3 separate regions of the Mus musculus genome follow, and regions 1 and 2 are each linked to region 3. A link is a contact called in public HiChIP or PLAC-seq and promoter capture Hi-C data. All regions are on one chromosome and are shown on one strand. The core of a region is the stretch at or near the end of the contact, and the rest is flanking DNA. Distances in the headings are between cores, read along the strand shown.

Evidence for each region. Promoter capture Hi-C pulls out the DNA fragments that hold promoters and counts their contacts. HiChIP or PLAC-seq counts read pairs in DNA pulled down with a chosen protein or histone mark.
Region 1: an H3K27ac HiChIP or PLAC-seq map of large pre-B cells shows a contact between it and region 3, with 2.6 times the contacts expected there. The contact joins the promoter of Cd28 here to the promoter of Abi2 in region 3. A contact is called at or near these places in 1 of 39 promoter capture datasets (liver), 5 of 115 datasets of contacts at active chromatin or transcription factors (bone marrow-derived macrophages, effector CD8 T cells, large pre-B cells and 2 more) and 1 of 9 other capture datasets (adipose tissue).
Region 2: a promoter capture Hi-C map of stem cell-derived epiblast-like cells shows a contact between it and region 3, with 12 times the contacts expected there. The contact joins the promoter of 2310016D23Rik here to the promoter of Abi2 in region 3. A contact is called at or near these places in 13 of 39 promoter capture datasets (the 3T3-L1 cell line, 3T3-L1-derived adipocytes, cranial neural crest and 8 more), 3 of 115 datasets of contacts at active chromatin or transcription factors (double positive thymocytes, pancreatic cancer cells and regulatory T cell precursor) and 1 of 9 other capture datasets (adipose tissue).

The regions. Positions count from the first base shown.
Region 1 is chr1:60,745,052-60,748,396 of GRCm38.p6, reverse strand. Cd28 (CD28 antigen) reads right to left here and starts at 2,009. Exons shown (of 4, transcript NM_007642.4): 1 at 1,869-2,009. The coding sequence starts at 1,923.
Region 2 is chr1:60,777,074-60,780,334 of GRCm38.p6, reverse strand. 2310016D23Rik (a long non-coding RNA gene) reads right to left here and starts at 1,874. Exons shown (of 3, transcript XR_865459.1): 1 at 1,419-1,874.
Region 3 is chr1:60,407,423-60,411,003 of GRCm38.p6, reverse strand. It overlaps Abi2 (abl-interactor 2), which reads right to left and starts at 1,385. Exons shown (of 12, transcript NM_001198570.1): 1 at 1,085-1,385. The coding sequence starts at 1,201.

The DNA of each region.
Region 1 (3,345 bases), core at 760-3,259, 340 kb before region 3:
GAACCAATGAGTCAAAATTATTCAATTAATGAATCTAAAGACCTGCCCCTAACACACAGGCACATTTTAATGCAGTTACATGTCTCATGTAGCCCAGGTTAGCCTCATACTTGTTATGTAGCCAAGGATAACTTTGATCATTCTGATTCTCCTGCCTCTACTGGATTATAGGAATGTGCTACCATGCCTGTTTTATGCTGTGCTGTGATCAAACCCAGGGTTTCATGTACGATAGATAAGTGCTATGCCAACTGTACTACATCCCCAGCCCAAGACAGTAACATTTGACCAGGGAGTTTCCTTGTGTGAGATGGTGGACATGAAGAGAGAAATGAAAAGCATACAAAAGGCTTCACATCCTTTTCCATGGGTCACACATCTTTGCATTTGCAATTATCTTCCTTTCCTTTTAACTTCTTTCTCTTCAGCTTCCTACCTCTACCCCATCCTACTTTTTCAATGGCTGCTTGGCATCAAATCCTAAGACGTAGTAGGAAAATGTATTGGTATCTATGAAGCAAAACCTATCTTAAGGTAAATAAAACTAACGACCTGCACACATGTGAACTTGCCAACTTCTCTTTTAGCTAACCCCTGTAAAGATTCTAAACAGTGAAACATACAAAGCTTTGAGTCCAACCCAAAAAGTTTCCAAAGAAAATACATGAGTTTATAACAAATGGCTGTCCACAGAGGGCATCAGAAAAGCATTCTGTGTAAAATCACTAATGTTGCATGACTTTCAACAAGGGTAAGGCTTTACTATCTAGTAAATTAAGGTGTCTTAAGTATTCCTTTAAAAGAAAGTTAAGATCCCTTAAACATGATATACAGAAACCTTTAAACATAAATTTTAAAGATTCTTTAGCTGTAAATATGTGTTGCCAAATACTGGAGACCTGCATCCTCTGGAGAAATTATTGAACATTCTCTTCAATAGATGGCCTCCTTCCAATGGTCTCTTCATTTGGAATGGAGTTTATGACAATAAATAGCTCTTACTCATGAGAACCAAAGGTTGTTTAGGGTAAGAACTTTCTAATTGATAAATATATAGCCTCCTTGCCATTGCTATTGGGAACTTGAAGGATTTTAACCTAAATAAACATATTTCAACCAACAGTAAAAGGAAACTTACTGGTGTCTATACCAGCTTTTGTGCTTACTTCAGGATTCTTCTTGGCACTCGCTGAATTCAGGTAGACATACTACTTACATGAACACCATGTTTACTGCTCAAGCCTGAACTAAGACCTCCACAATGTCTATTTCATTTTATCTCACAATGAAATTGAGGTGATGCTCATTTAGGGTCCCGTTTTACAGAGATTTAGGTAGTAAATCCTGCTCCAAACGCCACTAGGGAGAATTGAGATATGAGCCCAGGCAATCTAATCCAAGACCTCTAGAATTTACCTACTCTCTTACTTATCACAGTTTTATAGGATGTAAAAAGTAGAATCCTGACTGGGCGGTGGTGTCACATGCCTTTAATCCTTGTACTCAGGAGGCAGAGGCAGTTAAATCTCTGAATTCGAGGACAGCCTGGTCTACAAAGTGAGTTCCAGGACAGCCAGGGCTATACAGAGAAACCCTATCTCAAAACAAAACAATAAATAAAATTCTGAATATAAAAGTTCTTGGGACTAGTTGTTAAATAAAATGTTACTTCTTCCCAAAGAACTTGTGTTAAAGTTCTATTTGCTGTATTATGAGAATTAGCTAGTTTCTAAATAGTAGCTTGTCAAATTAGCACAAAACTCTAAATGCATTCAAGTTTCACAGGTCACTACAGTTTTAAAATAAACCATGCTGGTCATGAGAACACAAATGAAAACAGGGGGAAAAATGGTATCAAAATTGCTTACCTGTTACTTGAACTGAGAAGAAGTTGAGAGCCAAGAACAGCAGCCTGAGTGTCATTGTTCTGATGAGGGCCAGGGCTGCAGCCCCTCCTCTGTGAGCAAGGCAGAGTGTGGTGTGAACTGAAGTCACATCTGCCAAGGTCTATGACTCTCTGCCATCCAGGGCCACTTTACAGGGCACATGATCAAGGGACTCAAACCACAAGGCTTCGTGACTTTCACACAGGATATTACATTGTTTTTGATGACTTGACTTTTACTTCTTTTAGCAACCAGTCCTTTTTTTCTTTTTTCTTTTTTGGGAGGCGGGGGGGGGGGGTACTGAAGAGAGTGTCAGCCACCACCAGATAATGTGCTCAGGAGAGTCATGCTGATGAGCATCGGAGCTGTGAAATGTGGGCGCTTAGGGCCCAGCAACAACAAAAGCAGACAAACAAGGCATTCTAAAGAAGAGAGAAAAACCTCTCTCAGAAGACAAACTCTTACAGACGAATCCAAAATACAAGGCTGTGTGGGAAGCTGAGAGATTTCTATGCACGTGTTTAAATTCTGCATAAACGTTATGAGATTGAAGTTTGAAATAATCTTAAGGCGATCCTATGGAGTGTATGTATAACTCACTTCTACCAATTTTGAAAACCGCTTCCAAGTACACACTTGGCAAGCACCCAGGCATCTGAGCAGCTGCAGAAATTTCCAGAGCAAAGAGGAAGTCATAAAAACACCATATTTTCTTAGGGAAACAGGAGGTAAACGAAACACCCTTGCTACCTCATGTTCCCTATGTCCCTCAAAGAAACATTTCAAACAGCAGACCATTGGAAGATTCACCACAGAGACACCCGGGGCCTTTGTAACCAGCTCTCCACACCTCTCCCCAACTCCTGGGCCTTCTGTAGACAGGGCTAGCCCACCAGCATGGCCAGCTCCACATTCCTCTTCTAGAGCCATCCTGGATCCCCCTGGTCAGCATCTGTACTCAACAGCTTCCCTGATAGTCTGACTCTTATAGAAGCTATAATCATCGGAGTTTGTGGTTATATGTATCTCATACACATTAGCTTTCTCAAAACTTTCTTGGTGATTTTTTTTCTTTCTTTTCTGATAATCTGAGCTTTGTGAAACCAGCCTCATTTGTGATTTTGTGTATATTTAAAAGAATGATTTATATTTTTTATTCTGAATACAAAAGTGAGCTATATTGCATACGTAAAAAAATTTAGAAAAAAATATAAGCATAAAGTCAAGGTTTACCTATATTCTTACCGAATTATAAAAATACTTAATATTTGAGCCATTACTTTCCATGTTGTTTTGTTTATAGTTTTCAATAGATATGTTATCAATTGTTAATTTCTAAGGCATCCATATATGATATAAATATTTTTATTACATTTTAGCTGGTATATAAAACTTAAATATTAAACGTATCAGTCAAATACCATATGATGTTTTATAGGCATATATACATATTTTATTT
Region 2 (3,261 bases), core at 625-3,124, 370 kb before region 3:
TATCAAAAGACAAAACAGTTTTTGTGTGTTTTTCAGATAAAAGGTTGTATATTTACCTATCCACCTGTTTGTTCACTCAGTTAAAAGGTTTTAAGCACCAATATATTATACTCAAGATTTAATATACTATGAAGAATTCAGAAATCACTAGATTTATACTATCAAGTATTATTATTATTATTATTATTATTATTATTATTAGAGAAATGTCTATCTTTAAAAAAACAATGAAATTTTTCATGCTATTACATGAAGGTGATTTTCAAATTAAATTCACACAAGAAAGCCCATATAAATAAATATTTCTACCTTAAATCCACAAGTATTTCACTATTTATTTAAGAAAAAGTGACACATAATTTTTAACTAGTGGAGATAATGTGTACAAGAAATTGTAGGCTTTTTCAAATATTCCCAGCTGACAAAAACCTCAAAAAATACACATGTATATAAAAGCTATAATATGAAAAAATAAAACAGTTGTAATGTGGGATATAAAAAGTACAAGACATCTACACAGAAGTCCCTTTGTCTAATCCTTTCATATAGTAGTGAGTAGAAACTAGAGACAATCTGCCGTTGTCCCACCAGAAGGTTCAAGGGCAAAGACAAGAATTAGCCCCAAACTTAGTATTCTACGGGGCACAATAAGTCATAATTTCCCCCTGAGCTCTAAACCTGGAAGTTTACTTTTGCATTACTAACCTTAATTCACGAAACAAACAACCTACTGAAAGAGGCCAGATTTGAGGGGCAATGAAGGTTAAAACAAACAAACAAACAAACAGGAGAGAGGTGCTTGTAGGAGCTGGGACCTCTCTTCCTGTTTTGTTCTCAGTGGTTTTCATCCTAGGTTGCTTCCTTTTGAGACTGAGAATATGTCTCTCCCTATAAAGCTAGTAACCAAGCGGCAGAAAGATCGAAGTAGGCTCCACAAGATAAGTACTCTCCTGTCACAGCTTCAAGAGGAGGCTGAGCAGATTTAAGTCTTTCTTATGGCCTCTGTAGAGGCCCTGGGAAGGAACTGAGTGAATAACCTACACAGCAGTCCTACACACTATATAAGAAAAGTCTTGGAGGTCCTAAGGCTGTTCACCCAGACTGTAACTTGAACACATTAGTGTATCCTGGCTTTGCAGGATACACCATTCTGAGAGAGGTGTGCCTGCTCCTGGTATTACAGGCTGTTTGCATATTAAATCTTAGGTATTACAGGCTGCTTGCATATTAAATCTTAGGTATTACAGGCTGCTTGCATATTAAATCTTAGGCATCTGACCTTTTGGGGAGCAATTTCCTATTCTTGGCTGCACAAATGAAGCTAAATCTTACCCTATTTCTAAAATGCCCAGATAGAATGAATGAGTGTATGGCTCAGAGTGCCCCCACAGGCTGTTTCCAGAAAGAACTATTTGTACCTTGGGTGTAACCAGCAGCTGTAGACAAACAGGGTGGAGCAGCGATAAGGGATGACAAAGGCCGGGTCAGTGTCTATGATCTGTATAAAGCTGACTTTCACGCCTACCTGTGAAATGCCAAGCTTTAGTTTGCCCTTCCAGTGGGCAGCAGCAGGGGTTGCGGGTGCGGGTGAGGGTGTGCTCTCCTGGTCACCTATAAATAGTAGCTAAATTTAGATTTGAAAAAGTCATGGAAAGTGGTAGGAGGCCAGTCCTGAGACAGCTGCTTCTGGTCTCTGCTCCACCCACTCCACACTGGAGCTGAGTGTGGTCCATTTGGAAGGATTTGCAGGGTAATTCGTCTTTTTCATTACCTTGGACACGGGCCATACCCCCCCACCCCCACTGTGAATAAAAATTTATTTTGTTTCCTTGGAGATTGCATGGATTTGATGGTTGGACGAGAGGGAAAAGAGCAAAGAAAATGTAACAGTAATCATTGGGCTTTTAGCACTAATTTCCCGAGGATGCTGTCATCTTGAAATTCTCGTCCCCTTTGCTTTTAGTTTCCTGTTTCTCCTCCCCAGGATAGCTCTCTCTTGGATAAAGTCTCTCCCTCATTCTCTGCAAATCCTTGCCTTTTTTTTTTTTTTTAAATAAAGTTACTTGGACACTCACACTCCCAAGAGGTCTTTACATGCACCCAGACTGATCCCTTCTAGATGGTGTCTGGCGTTCAAAGACAAGCTCAAAGCTTAAAAGTGGTGCCTTGGTTCTGTCTCAGAGGTCAGCAAACTGCGGCCTACAGGCCAAGTCTAGCCACTGTCTGACACTGCACAGGCCATGAGCTGAAGAATGGATTGTATGTGTACATACGGCTAGGGTGATGGTGCAGCAATCAGAGGAATCACAATATCTGGCAAGAAAATTAAAGGAGAATCAAATACCAATATCCATAAGTAAAAGCTTGCTGAAATACAGCTAATCTCAGTTGTTTGTCTACAGTGACAGACTGCAGTAGCTACAAGAAACTATACAGTCACCAGAGTAACAGTAGATACACAATGTCTAAGTTCTACAGTCAGGACTAAGTAGGTGCCTTAAGGTGAATAGAAGGAGGTGAAGGGTTGTAAAATACACTCTGATTGGTCCACGCAGAGATAAGGACAACAGCGTTGCTCTATCGTTTCTCCTGTACCCAGTCCGCTTTTCAGAGCTGGGAAGACGGTCATCAAAATGTTGTTGGATGAATGAAGAAGAAGACAGGACAGAGAGGCACAAAGCAAATGAAACATGAGTTGCACCCTGTTTGGAATGAAAAAGCATCCCCATGACAACCTCCAGCTAGTCTTGCTTCATATCATCTATATCACTGGTTCCCAGACGTTAGCAAAAACCCTCACTTTGGATGCCAACGTATCGAATGCTCAGTGTGTGCATAAGAAATTGAAAAAAAAAGTCTGTATGAATCTGGCTAACTTTGCTGATGCTAATTCAAACCCACCTTTCTGACCCTCTTCCTCAGTCACCAAATGTACATCAATTTAGTCTAGACACTAAACTCAGATGAGGAAGTTATCAAGGGAAAGGAAATCAAATGTAAACTTCATAAATAAACCTTTTGTTCATCTCTCTCTCTTCTTCCCTCCCCCTCCCTCCCTCCCTTCCTCCCTCTCTCCCTCCCTCCCTCCCTCCCCATCTCTGTGCTTGCAGGTGACACCCACACATATCCTTCAGCGTTGGCAGAGATGTTCACTCAGATAATGACTGGAGTTCATGCTACCTGTTCTCATCTTCATGTGTCATCGTCACCATGCAAAACCACAACTATAGGAAAACAGAGCTGTTTGCTGCTCTTCTGTCT
Region 3 (3,581 bases), core at 136-2,635:
TCAGATTTGAGAATGTTTTCAATACAACTGCTGTTAAGGATATCTGCAGGGACGGGAGTAGGGACAAGAACATTAAAATACAGCTAACAGTTTAAGCATCACGCTTCCATTCCATTTTATCCAAAGAATTTAAACGGGAGTAAAAAAAATGTAGACACAACCTGTAATTCAGTATAAGCCCTACGGAAAACAAGAGATACTGGATTTGCATACCATGAGTTAATTTTTAAAGTGTTGCTTCACAAAATTTTTACATTTATCCCATGACCAGCTGGTTCTCATCTCACCAATGCCCCGCCCCACACACACTTCTCACCTTCCTACACACACATACACTGAAGTCCCTGGGCCAAACCAATCATCATGGGAAAAAAACTAAACCATGTGGTTCGTTTCCCTAATTCTTTGTGAAAATAGTCATAGTTCTTTTTTCCCCAAAGGAAAATTACCTATTCTAACGAGACCTGAGAAGGAAAGGCAGCTCATTATCAGTTTCCCATTCTCCACAGGGAGGAGAAAAAAAAAATGGTATTAACTTGCAATAAGAGACAGCCGTTCCACCATGCCCCTTTTACATTTTAAAAATGTTTAAACTTAAGGGTTAAGAATTTTTGTTTTGTCTTCAGGGTACATTCGCAGGAATGGAGAAGTGAGGCATTTCACTTTGCAGAAAAAGGACCCCTTAATAAAAAGGGGGTCCCTCGGAATTTGGGCAGGGGGTAACCTATCCCTCTGTCACACAAGCCTGCCATCGAGCAAGATCCCGTTAGACAGAAAACGCCACTCGCCACCTCCCCCGCCATCCGGAACACTGACAGGAGAGGACTGCGGGGGCGACGGGGCAGAGGCGAGGGGGCGGGACGCCACGCACCGCACGGCACCGCACCGGTCACTCGCACGGGGCTGCTGGGGCCTGGTGGCGACCCTCGCTCCCTGCAGCCGCCGCCCTCGCCCTGTCCCTACCCCGGCGCGGCTCCCTGGACCGAGCACCGCGCGGCCTCCCCCGCTCGCCATCGCCCCGCGCGCCCCTCACAGCCCGCGTCCTGCCGCGCCGAGCCGCGCGAGGGGCCGCGTCGCATCGCACCTGGATGTAGTTATTCTCGCAGTAGTCGGCCACCCGCTCCAGATTCGTGTAGCTGTCGAAGAGAGCCCGGCGGCCCCCCGGGATTTCCTCTTCCAGCAGCATCTGCAGCTCCGCCATCTTCACATCCTTCTCTTCCTCCTCCTCCTCCTCCTACTCCTCCTCATACAGCCCGCAGAGGCAGCGGCCGCGACGCCCGGGAGAGGAGGAGCAGCGGCGGACGCGGCGGGAATCGGGAGGAGCGAGCGGCTACCCCCCCACACACACCCTACGGCGCGCGACGAGGGAGGGGGCGGAGGGGAATGGAGGCGGGGCGCGAGCCGACGGGCCGCGAGGACGGTCACCGCGGCGACGGGCGCGCGCACGCGCGCTCCCCTCCACCCGCCCCCAGCGCCCGAAAAAGATTCCCACCCGCGCCGCCCCTCCCCCACTTCCGGCGTCTCCTAGCGACGGGAGGGCGGGGGCCGGGATGCGCGCGGGAGCGGGGCTCTGGGTTAACCCTTCGGCCCCGCGCGGCCTTCCTGGGTCTGGGAGTCCTCAGCAGCCTTTGTTAGCCGGGCGGGAATGCACCTCTGCTCCCTGCTGCTTCACGCCGCCGCCCCCCATCTTCACCTCTGCACTTCACCCGGGGCCGGAACCCTGCGGAGGTCATCTGCCTGAGGAAGCTCGCCTAGGGAGAGGACACAGTGTCTTCACAAGCTCTGTGAAAGATAACACCTCATCCGAACAGGCAGAGCCACTGAACTTCCAGGCAGCTCTAAATACCACCTTGAACCTCATCGGCTTCTTTACAAATTGCAGTTACCTAGTCCCAAACCTATTCGTTCGTTCATTCATTCATTCATTCATTCACTCCCTTCCGTCCCCTGTCCTGTCCTCTCTTTCTTCTTGGCATGGTCTCCTGTATAGACCGGGCTGACTGGAATTACAGCCACATGCTGTGGTTGCCCAGCCTGGGCCTCCTCCTCACTTCACTTTTTTTAAAATTTCGATGGTGGTTTTGCTGGTACTATTTTATTTATTCACATGGTTGTAGCATGAATAAGATTAAACGAACAATGACAAACGTGCGTTTTTTTCAGATTAAGTACTACAAATTCAAGGACGTTCATCCTGGTCTTGTTATCCAGATATCTAATCTTTTTTCATAAATATGATTGGCCCACACCGTGAAACTTGAAAAAAATAAATAAAACTGACACCTTCTGTGATATCAAGACCACAATCTTTGTTAGTTCTGTGGAAACCCAAAGGGCACCCACCATCTTAGAGGGGTTTAGAGTTTAGGATTTGTGGTTTCAACTTTTATTGCTCTTGCTGTCACTTGGCCTCCTGTGATCAAATTTCAGATGATGAGGGAACGATTATACATTCCTAGAAAAAAATCAAATGCACTCGCTCACATATTTGTGGAGTAAACCCTGTGTTGTTACGTTGGCTTTATGATAAATACATTACCAATATGCGTGAGCTTTTGCCGCAGAGCCTAAAACAGTATTTTTAAATGATGATGTGGTCCACCTGGATCTATTGTTCAGCACTTTAAACACCTGTCTTAGTGTGAATGTTCTAAGTGTGAGAAGCTTGTTAAAAACAAAAGGGAGAGCTGGGGTTTGTAGCTGAGTTTAACTATGTGTGGAAAAAGAAGAGAAGCCTAAAGTGTGTGGAGGGGGATAGTTATGTATAGACACATGCACTTGTTTCAGGAAATGAGGTACAAACAGGTGAAGAAAACAAACATCAGATCAGACTCTTATACAAACCAGTAAATCAAAAAACTGTGTTGATGGGTCTGGAGAGATGGTTCAGCCGTGAGAGCACACACTGTTCTTCCAGCGGATCAGAGTTTGGCTCCCAACATCCGTGTCATGCTGTTCACAATCACTGCAGGAGATACAACACCCTGACTTGTCATTCACTGGTACCTGCACTCATGTGCCATACACTCAGATAGAAACACACACATAAACAAGAAAATGTTTTTAAAAGTTTGTTAATGTAAAAATTGTAGTTTTCATCTTAAAGGAAATAGGGGAGGGTTTATTCTGGAGCCATTTGAGTGACTTTGGCCAGGAAACACAGACTTTAGGCTACCTCAAATTCCATGTTCCAGCGTGGAAAGAGTTTCATCATGTTTTTGTAGTTTTACAGAATAAAAGTTGTAAATGGAAGCAATTTTAAAATACACTGGTGGGTACATCAGAGAAGCAGATACATCAAAATCAGAGGGGCCTTTCAACAAGCTCATCTTTTAGATTGGTTGAAGCTAGTTGCCTGCTGAGTTAATAAATGTTAAAAGGTCTCTTTTTATCTGTTGTCACAAGATGTTAGTTCCAACATGGCAGGGGAGAGTTGTTTGCAAGGAATGTCTCTCCGGAAAGCCAGGACTTAGCCCATGATAAGAGAATTAGCCTCCGGACCTGCACTATCCCAGCGTTTCCACAGTGCAGGAATTCTAATCAGCCAGCCAGCCCGTCTCTACAAATATAGATTTCTTCCA